Linked DNA regions of Mus musculus: region 1 is linked to region 2. A link is a contact called in public promoter capture Hi-C data. All regions are on one chromosome and are shown on one strand. The core of a region is the stretch at or near the end of the contact, and the rest is flanking DNA. Distances in the headings are between cores, read along the strand shown. Region 1 holds the start of Micu1 (mitochondrial calcium uptake 1). Region 2 holds the start of Sh3rf3 (SH3 domain containing ring finger 3).

Region 1 (5,800 bases), core at 2,429-4,928, 890 kb after region 2:
TTCAATTGTTCCAATTAACTTTTTATAAGATTTCAACTTAGGGTCATGTCCTAAGTCCAGTGGTCAAGTCCTTTCTGATCAGTAAAGCTGAGCACTTCGCCTTTTGTTTTCCTTTCATTAAAAAAAACAGTAGCTTCTCCGAAACGTTTACTTACCCCACCTGGTATCCCTTGACTCTCGCTCTGTCTTTGCCGTGCTTGGTGCAAACTGTTGGTTTGGTTGGTTTGTGGTTGTTTTATTTTGTTTCCTGTCTGCTGCCTTTGTATTTATTGTGGGGACCTCGTGTTAAGGGAGGTCTCTTCCATCTATTTGTGTATCCCCCGCTCCCTCATTACTAAAGACTCGTGGAGTCTTGTTTTATTCAGTGGATTACAGCCTGTCTTAGTTACCATTTCACTGCTCTGAACAGACACCATGATCAAGGCAATTCCTTTTTTTTTTTTTTTTTTTTTTTTTTGGTTTTTCGAGACAGGGTTTTTCTGTGTAGCCCTGGCACTCACTCTGTAGACCAGGTTAGCCACGAACTCAGAAATTCGTCTGCCTCTGCCTCCCAAGTGCTGGGATTAAAGGCGTGCGCCACCATGCCTGGCTCCAAGGCAACTGTTATAAAGGACATTTAATTGGAGCTGGCTTACAGGTTCAGAGGTTCAGTCCATTATCATTAAGGCAGGAAGATGGCAGCATCCAGGCAGGCATGGTGCAGAAGCTGAGAGTTCATCATCTCCGTCTGAAGGCTGCTAATGGAAGACTGGCTTCCAGATAGCTTTTAAGACCCCCCATGAGGGTCTTAAAGCCCACGCCCACAGTGACACACCTTTTCCAACAAGACCACGCCCATCCCCAACAAGGCCACACCCAATCCCTCAAGGCCACACCTCCAAATAGTGCCACTCTCTGGACTGAGCTTATAGGAACCATCGAACCAGCACATTGTTCTCCCTTTAATTCTCCCATAGTCCCACAGTTGGCCATCTCGAAGCCCTTCAAGTTTTTGGCATGCACCTTTTAATTTCCTGGGTACAGCCAGACTTTCTAACACAAGATGTTCCAGATCCTCTTGGACCTTTCTGCCCTCGCCCTGAATTCAACCATTTCTCCATGAACGCCGGCTTCCTTTTATAAAAGTGGAAAAAAATGGATTTAGGACTCAAAATAGGAGAAGCGATTCTTTGATTTTGTAGTTACCTTCAACTACAATGAAAAAGAATAGATTTAAAATTTTTATGTATCGTTGATTCAGCTGGTCTTCCTTGCTTCATTTGTGATAGATAAAAAGAAAGGAATATTTAAGGTTTAAAAAATTTTTTTTCTTACTTATTTGAATATAATTATTTCTGGCCATAATTATCAGGAAAGAACATACACACTACAATAGCAACTAAGAACTTAACTTCTAAATGATACTGGACTATACTAGTTCCTCAACAAGAATCTGTGGGGTGGCAAACAGCTCAATTCTAGAGGGCTTCCTAGACTGTACAAAGTTCGGTGTTCAGTCTCCAGCACTACAGAAGAGAGAGGAAAGCTTTGGAAATCTGCATAGGTTTTTAAAGACTATAATTTATAAAACTCTGAAGATAGATATAATGAAGGATGGGGAGTCTATTTTGAATTCATTTGAAAGAATTGAATGGAAGGCTTATGAAATGACACTCCAGTCACTCAGATGCCTGTCTCAGGAGAGATTCACTTTTCACTGTGGTGTAATAAGTTGAGCCTGCTGTGGTCACACCTGGAATTGCTACTTTTATGTATGTGATAAAAATAGGTAACTAGGAAATGCTTGAAAGCATGTCAATTAATATGTTGGCCCAACTGAAAGAGAAAAAAAACTTCTCTCTCTCTCTCTCTCTCTCTCTCTCTCTCACACACACACACACACACACACACACACACACACACACACACACACACAAAATAGCGCAGGATTTCTAGTATAATGTACTTTTGCTATACTGAAGACAAAATAGAGATATTTTATTCTGTGGCATGGAGGGGAAAAAAAGACCCAAATCCATTTCTTTTCCCATTCAACACCTACATGGAAATCACATGGGACTATGAAGATCCAGATTTCTGAGCACCGTTCTAGTCCAGTGAGTGTATCTTAGGATCCAGGAATCTGTGTTATTTTACCCTGAGCCAGGCATAGTAGTGCATGCCCACAACCCCTGCACTTTGGAGGCCAAGGCAGGAGGATTACCATGAGTTTGAGAACAGCATGGGTACCCTAGCCTATATAAAAAGAACTGTCTCAAATAAAAACCTAAACCAAAAATCTCTCCAGTTAAGTGTGAGGCATTTGATTATCAACATGGCATGGGAACTACTGGTGTGGGGCAGGGGAGGGATACCTGGATATTTCTTCTTATATTTATTTACATATTATTATGTGTGTGAGTATGTGTGTGGGGTGACACATTTGCTATGGTACATGGATGGAGGTAAGGGAAAAATTTGCTATTTATGTAGCTGAGGACAACCTAAAGACAATTCCTGATCCTCCTGCCTCCGTCTCTACAGGGGTTATAGTCATATACCAACATGCCCAACTTAATCATTGTCTTCCTTGATCTTGATGGATTTTTATGTTTGGCTTGGTTTTTCAGACAGGATCTTATAGAGCCCACACTAGCCTCAAACTCACTATGTAACTAAGTATGGCTTTGAACTCCTGATCCTACTGCCTCTATCTCTCAGATTCTGGGATTACAGTTCTATGCCACCACATCTGGCTGAAAATTTTATTCAACAATTTATATATTGATGATTTTTTTTCTCTTTTCCTTATTCAAATAAAGAGTTAATTTATCCCGTGAGCCTCCAAAGTGTTCTATGGTATTTACGATGCAATGTGAAATTTACAAGTTTCAGAGATAACAAGATGTGTGTCCCAAGAGAAGACTTTTATTCGCTCTTTTCTCCTTCCCTTTTTTCATGTATGTATGTATGTATGTATGTATGTATGTATGTATGCATGCAGGTATGTGTGTTCCGCAGCATGGTTCTGAAGGTTAGGAGACAACTTGCATCAGTCAGTTCTCTCCTTCCACCATAAGTGTCCTGGGACTCAAATACGGGTTATCTGGTTTGGTAGTAAGAGCCCTTACCTGCTGAGCTCCTCTGTTTCATAATTTGACACAGGTCTAAGTAAACCACACTAGCCTCTAAGTTCCAAGTGTTGGGAGACTAGCGGGGACTTCCTGGAAGGAGTGAACGTGGAGAACTGGAGGTGGATAAGATTAAGATACATTATATCTTACGAAACTGTCAAAGAATAAATAAAAGATGTTCCTAAAATAAAACCAGTGTGAGCCTCTAGACTGGTGGGAAGAACCTCGTTATCAATTTCCCACTTACGGAAGAGCAGGGTTTAACTAGAAAGAGGCACAGGAGAGGTGGACTTTGACAGCAGAGAAACAAAATCAGCAATGGAATGCAGGAGGGATTTTGCAAATCTGCCGGCATTCCCGCCTAAACAGCGAGGGCGTGGCACCGACGTGTGGGCGGGGCTGAGGACAGGGCGGGCCCCCAGGCGAGGGCGGAGTCTTGACTCGGGGCGGGATCCGAAGTGTGGGCGGGCCCCAGAGAAGGGCGGGGTTGCCTCTCCGCCCCGCCCCATTTTCCCCAACTCGGTTCCTCCCTGCTACGTTTCATCAAGATCCCGGCAGGCCCAGCGGCTAAGGGAGTCACGTGAGAGTGGGCGGAGGACGCAGAGCGGGGCTCCCCGGCATTTGCGTCTCTATGGTTGTCAGAGGTGGGCGGCATTCTCCGAGTTGCTGCTAAAGCTGGAGCGCGGACGGGTGAGTGTGAGGAATCTGATCGCCTGGAGGCGAGTTTAGGGGAGGGGAAGTCGGCGCATTTTGGGGACGAGCCTTTCGTGTGGCTCTGAGATCCGGCCACTTTTCAGGTCCGCCAGGGACTGCTGCTGTCTTGGTGATGCTGTTGGTGATATGCTGAGGGGACTCTCGGTCCTCCGCTCCCTTCACCCTATCACCCCTTATCCCTGTCAGGGAGAACTTGTAGTGCCCGGCTTCTAGCCTCAGAGTGCATCCTCTCCACCTGCGGCCAGGACACACTAGTTCTCCCGGAATTCGTGGATGTGGTCAGAAGTAGATGGAGGAGTTTAGAGCTGTGACAGAAAGATAGATAAATACATGTATTGGGGATAGAGAAGATGGGGCGGGGGGATCATTGGCCTTTTAGAAAAGCAAAACAAACTGCAGACTTCTCGGACTGTTCCGTTTTTTATCCTCACCAGCAACTTCGCGTTCTCATTCTCCCTTTCTCTGTCTGTGCCCAGTCCCAGTCGGGGCTACCCACACGATGTTTCGAGAATGAGCCAGGTATTACTGATTATGTGGGATGCTAGAAGAAGAGTTTAAGGCGGACTGTGTTTTATAATAAGTTGTCACCTTTATAAATCCGAGGTTTTGTCTACAGTCCCTTTCAGGTGCTTGAAGTGCAAATATTTGTGCATGTAAATAAATAATTAAGATTAAATAATTTTCTTCCTGAGACATTTTGGAAAGACCTATTTTTTTCCCGCTTGTTTATAAATACATGTTTTGATCCACTTCTGGGATGACTCCCTTAATAAACCTCTGTTTACTTTAAAGCAGTCAGTAGGGTCAGACAGGGAGGTGATTTAACAGCATTAGAAAGGAGTGTGTGCTGGAGATGAAACACATCTGTTGGGGAGTTTAGGTTTCACTGATTGTCAGCCTTTGAGACATAACAAACAGTTGGCGGACTCGACCATCCTGAATGTTTGCCGGTGTGGACAATGTGATGCTTGTTTAGAATCTTATCCTAAAGAGTTTAGAATGCCACTTATCCGGGAAGATGTTCTGGCCACCAGTTACTTTGTTTTGTTTGAATTCTTTTTTGTTCTGTTTTTTTTTTTTGAGGTAGGTTCCCCACCCCCATCACTAGGTTTGGCCTTAAAGTCTGAATCTTTCTGTCTCTGCCAACTGAATGGTGGGTGGGATTACAGGCCTGCCCAGACCTTACAGACTTCAATGGGTTCGGTCCCCACTTCTCATCAATCTTTGATTCTGTTTTGCTTAAAGACATCACCCTGGCTACCTACTGATGCCAAGAAAGAGTCATCAACACCTAAGTATCCGCACAGGGGTCATAACATTCAAAATAATATTAGCAGAAAGTGAAGATTCTGGAATGGCTGGTGTGCCTGGAGAGAATGATAGGAGCCAATGATAAAGCCAATTCTGGTAAAAGCAAGAGCATCACTGCCTTTATTATAGTTTCATGGAGTGGTTACTGTATTCAGTAAATCCATCCATCCATCTGTCCGTCTGTCTGTCCATCCACCCATCTATTGATACAGTGTTTCACTGTGTTGCCCAAGCTGGCCTTGAACTCCTAGGTATAAACACCCTGCCTCAGGCTCTGTAACTTGCTTTCTTATGCTTAGAGGAAAAAAAAACTAATAATACATAATTCCTCATGTAATTGAATATCACATGAAATAATTATAACCGTTATATTTAACTGAACAACTACTTTAGACCTTTGTAGTCATTTTAAAGACTCAAGTAATTAATGATGCTCTCCCCGCCAACCCCCACAGTTGGCTGAATATTTAATGGCAGTCTTCTGCCTCAGGCTCCTGAGTGCTGGGATTATAGGCATGTGCCACCAGGCTGGCAGTAAAGCCATATATATGTATGTATATTATATGTATGTATATACACACACACATATATATACACACATACATATACACACACATACACACAACATATATACATACAACATATATATGTATATATATGTT
Region 2 (5,900 bases), core at 62-2,561:
GTTGTTTAAGAGCATTAAAACAATGCAGATATTATGTTGGCATTTAAGTATCAGCAAAATTTTTTTCTCCCTAAAAACGAAGAAAAGTGACATTCAGCTTCACAAACAACAGGGCAGCCCAACCGGCAGGAGGGGCATCCACACCACTTTGGATGCTTGCCCTGGCATCTCCCAGCTGTGCATCATCCAGCTTTCTGGACCTTTGCCTGTGCGGGGCTCGAGAGCGTTGGGAACACGAGGGGCCCACCAGGGGGCAGCACACGGTAAGAAATCTTGTACACCGACCGCAGCCCACCGCCAAACTTCCCTGCTGCTCCAGGTCCTCGTACGTACTTCCGTCGCTCTGACGCTCCCAGAACCCCGGGCATCGGGAAGGAGCGCACATTCCCCCTCTTTTGAGCCTCCCGAGGAATATTTGGAGCTGGGTTCATCAGAGCTCACCAGAGCGGGCGCTGGAGTCTTTCACCGCGCCGCCAGGGGCGCGGCGCTCGGCCAGGGTGTGCTGGCGCGTGGGCGGCGGCGTCAGTCACACATCAGTGATTCTGGAGAGGGCAGCCGGCTTCCCGAAGGAGTAGTCGCGGCCCCGGCAGCCCCCGACCCGGCCATCTCCAGCGACTTCCCTTCTCGCCTCAAGGGACACCCCCGCACCTATACCCACAGCTGTCACTTGGGCATGCTGGCAGGAGAGGGGACACAAGCAAGAGTGCTCCCTGGAGTCGTCCAGAAGGATGCCTGGGTGTCTGATGCGTCCTCCGGCTGCTCTCCAGCGCTGGCTAAGAAAGCAGTCGGGATGATGCTCCCAAACTTTCCTTCGCGGAGGCGTTGAGAAGAAACGTCCCTTCCTGAAGCTCGCGGAGAATCCAGAGTCTGGCGTCCAGAGGGGACAGGGCCAAGCCTGCGCAGGGGAAGTTCTCCGGAGCCCCGGAGGTGGCCTAAAGGGAGAAGCTCCAAGGCAGGAGAGGTGTCCGTTTCCCAACACCCCCGCAGTGACTGTGACCTCTGCGCGTCCCCCGCACATGGTCCCGCGACCCAGGGACGAGATCCGGCTGAGCTAGTTGAGCAAGGCGGCGGTGCTCTGGCAGCCCGAGGGCGCATGGAGGCGCCGAGGGGGGCGGTGCGGCTCGCCTGCGGCGCGGGGGAGCGTGCACGCCGCGCCCCGGTCTCCCTGGGGACCTGGCCGGCCTCTCCCTGCACTCCCCGCTGCTGGGCTCCCGGGCGCGGGCGGCGCGGCAGCACAGGTGTTGCCCGCAGCGGCGGTGCGCGCGCGTAGGCTGATTGGGCTCGGCTGGCTGGAGTTGCCTCGGGGCTCCGGAACTCCGGTGCCTGCCTCGCGGGCAGGCTCGGCGTGTCACTTTGCAAATCGTGGAGGCTAGTGCCTCGGGCTGTCAGCACGCGCCGCGCGGGGACCGAACCCTGTTTATTGACGGCGACTGCCCGGGCTAGGCGCAAATGCCCGCTCTCCTCGGCGGGCCGGGCTCTGGCTGCTAGACTTAGGCGGCTCGCTGGGCCCGCGCTGGCGCCTCCCCCATGCTGCTTGGGGCGTCCTGGCTGTGCGCGTCCAAGGCGGCGGCCACCGCAGCTCGGGGCGAGGGCGAGGACAGGCAGGGTGAGCAGCAGAGGGGGGCCCAGGCGAGGACTGAAGAGGATATGGACGAATCATCGCTGCTGGATTTGCTGGAATGCTCTGTGTGCCTGGAGCGCCTGGACACTACGGCCAAGGTGTTGCCATGCCAGCACACCTTCTGCCGACGCTGTCTGGAGAGCATCGTGTGCTCGCGCCACGAACTACGTTGTCCCGAGTGCCGCATCCTGGTGGGCTGCGGTGTGGACGAGCTGCCCGCCAACATACTGCTAGTGCGCCTGCTGGATGGCATCCGCCAGAGGCCCCGCACGGGTGCCAGCCCGGGGAGCAGCCCTCCCGCGCGCCCGGGCCCCGGTACGTTCTCAGCGCTCGCTGGTGGCGCTGGAGGGGCGACAGGCAGTCCCCCGTGTTCTCCGGTCTTTCTCTCAGCGGCCGCAGGCAGCTCTACCTCCAGTTTGTGCGACGTGGCGACTAATAGGAGTGTGCCAGTGGCTAAGGTAAGAATGTATCCCAGTGACATGGCGCCACTGTGTGGGAATGTGTAAGCTTGTCCGCACGTGTATGTGCAAGTAGTTTGTGATTAGAAGTAGAGGGACTAGCCGTGGATCCCCGTGGCCCACTCGTTTGTTTTATTCTTCTTTAACAACTTCTCTGTTTCCCAGGGACTCTGCCTAGCTGTCAGTTCCTACTTTACCAGTTCTTGACTACATCCCATCACATACATTCCTCTGCCCCACATCCTTACTTCAAACTTCTTGTGGGCACCTTAAGTCGCTTTCCAAGCTCAGTCCTTACATCTTCTCCCCCAAACCTGTTCATATGTGAGGCAGAACCCATCCTCTCATTAGGTGGACATGCCATCTGTCCTGCCGTTCTCTACCACTTCCATTTTGACTAGGCTGGCCGGTCCTGTATGTCTGTCTGTTGATCCATACATCCATCCACTCATCTATCTTTAACTTTGATCACCCCTCCAATTCTCCAGAAACAACCATCTTTTGCCACACCTCCTCAGTCCTGCTCTTCCCTCTCAGACCACCAATTGGGGACTTATTGCTTAATGGTTCACTGGTTCTGATCGCTGACCGGGAGTTAGCAGTCTCTTGCTGCTTAGCCGTGGAGGACAGGGGAGAGGGCAAAGTGGCAGACATTGCCCGGAGAGTAACTACAGCTGCCCCAGAAAGAAGGACTTCGCCTAAAATCTTCAGGAACACTTACTCTGTCTTACTCTTAGGCTTGGCACTCTCTAGTCAAGCTTTGCTTGTGGGCTCTTAAGCAGGGTTGCTTTCCCAGGTGGACAGTTGTTTTTAATTTTCGTTATTAGATTTAGCACGGCCGCATTATATAGACTTCACGACTTCTGTTTTTGCTGGAGGACGTTTTGTGGATGGCTGAATTTGAGTTTTCTATGGATCAGGAAGAGAGGGTCGGCAAAGACATGCAAGGAGTATGCATGCCTTCTTAGGATGGTCACTGAAGGATCAAAATTGAAATTTGGCTTTTAATTGTGATTAAATCTAGCCATTTGCTTCATTGGAAGTTCAGAAACTTTTCTTTTTTTTTCCTTTTCCATTTTTAATTAGGTATTTAGCTCATTTACATTTCCAATGCTATACCAAAAGTCCCCCATACCCACCCACCCCCACTCCCCTACCCACCCACTCCCCCTTTTTGGCCCTGGCGTTCCCCTGTACTGGGGCATATAAAGTTTGCGTGTCCAATGGGCCTCTCTTTCCAGTGATGGCCGACTAGGCCATCTTTTGATACATATGCAGCTAGAGTCAAGAGCTCCGGGGTACTGGTTAGTTCATAATGTTGTTCCACCTATAGGGTTGCAGATCCCTTTAGCTCCTTGGGTACTTTCTCTAGCTCCTCCATTGGGAGCCCTGTGATCCATCCATTAGCTGACTGTGAGCATCCACTTCTGTGTTTGCTAGGCCCCAGCATAGTCTCACAAGAGACAGCTACATCTGGGAACTTTCGATAAAATCTTGCTAGTGTATGCAATGGTGTCAGCGTTTGGATGCTGATTATGGGGTGGATCCCTGGATATGGCAGTCTCTACATGGTCCATCCTTTCATCTCAGCTCCAAACTTTGTCTCTGTAACTCCTTCCAAGGGTGTTTTGTTCCCACTTCTAAGGAGGGGCATAGTGTCCACACTTCAGTCTTCATTTTTCTTGAGTTTCATGTGTTTAGGAAATTGTATCTTATATCTTGGGTATCCTAGGTTTTGGGCTAATATCCACTTATTAATGTGTACATATTGTGAAACTTTTCTTTCTTGCCCATGTTGCTTTTAATCTAACATCAGAATTAAAGACTTGTATTTGCAAGATCTGTTTGTTGCTTCCTCCTGCTTCGGTAATTAAATGACTTTTGGAGCTATGATTCTGGTGAGATGCTTGGGCCTTTTGACAGCTGCTGACAGATGAGGGTCCAGCGCACCTTGAGGAGTTGTAGTTGGCTTGGAGCTTACGGAAGCCTCTGATGGGGAGAAAGGCACAGCCTCAGAATTAGCTCCTGGACTAATTCTGTTCAGAGCATTCCTTAGAATTTGTCTGCCCACAAGGTGGGAGCTTATAGCTTTAGCGTGAGTGCTTGAGTATACGGAATTCATGTTTGGACTTGACAATTTTGAGACCCCAGTTGATTCTGTGTGGCCACGTACTCCATGGTTTAGGATATCCCCACTTCTGGGAAATTGAGAACATGTTTTCTTTTTGTTGTGTCAACTAGAGTGCAGGCTTTCCCTCATAGTTGTCTCAAAAGGACTAAGTTCAGGTTCTGGGGAACAGCCAGAATTAAGTCTAGTGGTATTTGATTGTGTTTAGAAAGCAAAGTAGCCGAGGCAGAGGTTTTAATATCTGCAGCTTTTGTTCCCTGGTTTCCAGTAGCCATTGGGTTCTCTCTTGGTCAGCTTTCCGGCCTTGTGTGCTTCCATTACACTACCACTGTGGGGTATTAGGTCTCGATGAGCAGTCTAAGGGACAGTGATGGATGTGACAGGAGGCAGAGACTGAAAATGTGTGCTATGCAGGTGTGAGCCACCTGTAAGCTGAGAAGACAGAGACGAGCTAAAATCGCTTCCAAATGGGCTCTTGGTACTCCACTGTCCCTGAACTGATTGTCCCTGTACTGATGGTTCCCAGTGAGGCTGCACTCTAGATATTGCTGCGTGCTGTTTAATATGCTGTTTATTGATCTGCTGTTTAATAATCGGATCCCCATTCCATCATTTTAACAAACACCAGATCTGACTCAAAAGTAACCATGAATACATCACATTTTTCCTTTCTTAATTGGAAGCTTCTCAGATCTTTTGGGCTATAGGAGATACATAAACTTTTATATTCTTAACTCAGTTACAGCTGAATTAGATGTAAAATGTACTGCATTAGGTGTAAAATGTACTGAGGTTTTCTGTTTGGTTTCATTTTGCAGGTCACAAATGGAATGCATCCTTCTGAGCAGGGTAGGGCTTGGCTGTCATCAGCACACTTAGAGTCCCCTACCTGATAAGCAGGGCCTCTTAACTCTGTTCTCACATGAATGATTTGAGACGAGGCTTTAAAAAAAAGATCAGTTACTGATGCTGCTCCTAGAAATTTGTACCAGGTTAGGAGTGGGATCATTACATAGTTTGGGATCATCAATCGCTTCATTTGCTGGTAAATACTGTCTCTGTGCGGTTTCTTACAGTGATGTGTAAGTCTGGCTTTGATGATAACTGTAAAACTGTTGAAATTACTTGTGCTGATCATAACAGAATTAATTATGTCATTCTATTTATTATATCATTTATATCTTTATTATTTATATAGTATATAATTAATGTGTGCTGATTTTCTCAACTTTATTGTTTTGAAAGTTTTGAGAGAGAACTTTAATGTTATATATAAAACCCGAACTGTTATCAATTGGGTTTTATTAGGGCAGTCTAAGAGTTACCTTGGTGGGGATGTAGCTTGGTGACACAGTATATGTCTAGTATCCCAGAGATTCCATCTACAGCAAACTAATCAACAAACAGATAGACAAGGATTCTGCTGAAAGGCTATCATGACTTCAAACTGAGTCACTTGGAGATTAGGTTTTTAATGTGAAGGATTTAATAAAGACTTAAGTATGTGATGATTCCTACGTTAATGAGCATTTTTATTTTTGAATGTTCTTTGTCTTTATTTGGCGTAGAGAGAACCTATTGACTAGTTATGTTGTGCCAGTAGGTCATCTTGGTCTCTTGTTATGGACCTGGCCCAAGGAAGTGGGAAAGAGAGCTGTTCTTGGCTCTCAGGAGGCCGCTATGGGCACTGGCT

The links. Promoter capture Hi-C pulls out the DNA fragments that hold promoters and counts their contacts.
Region 1: a promoter capture Hi-C map of embryonic stem cells shows a contact between it and region 2, with 4 times the contacts expected there. The contact joins the promoter of Micu1 here to the promoter of Sh3rf3 in region 2.

What each region holds. Positions count from the first base shown.
Region 1 is chr10:59,698,885-59,704,684 of GRCm38.p6, forward strand. Micu1 (mitochondrial calcium uptake 1) reads left to right here and starts at 3,679. Exons shown (of 12, transcript NM_144822.3): 1 at 3,679-3,803.
Region 2 is chr10:58,812,048-58,817,947 of GRCm38.p6, forward strand. Sh3rf3 (SH3 domain containing ring finger 3) reads left to right here and starts at 1,312. Exons shown (of 10, transcript NM_172788.3): 1 at 1,312-2,079. The coding sequence starts at 1,528.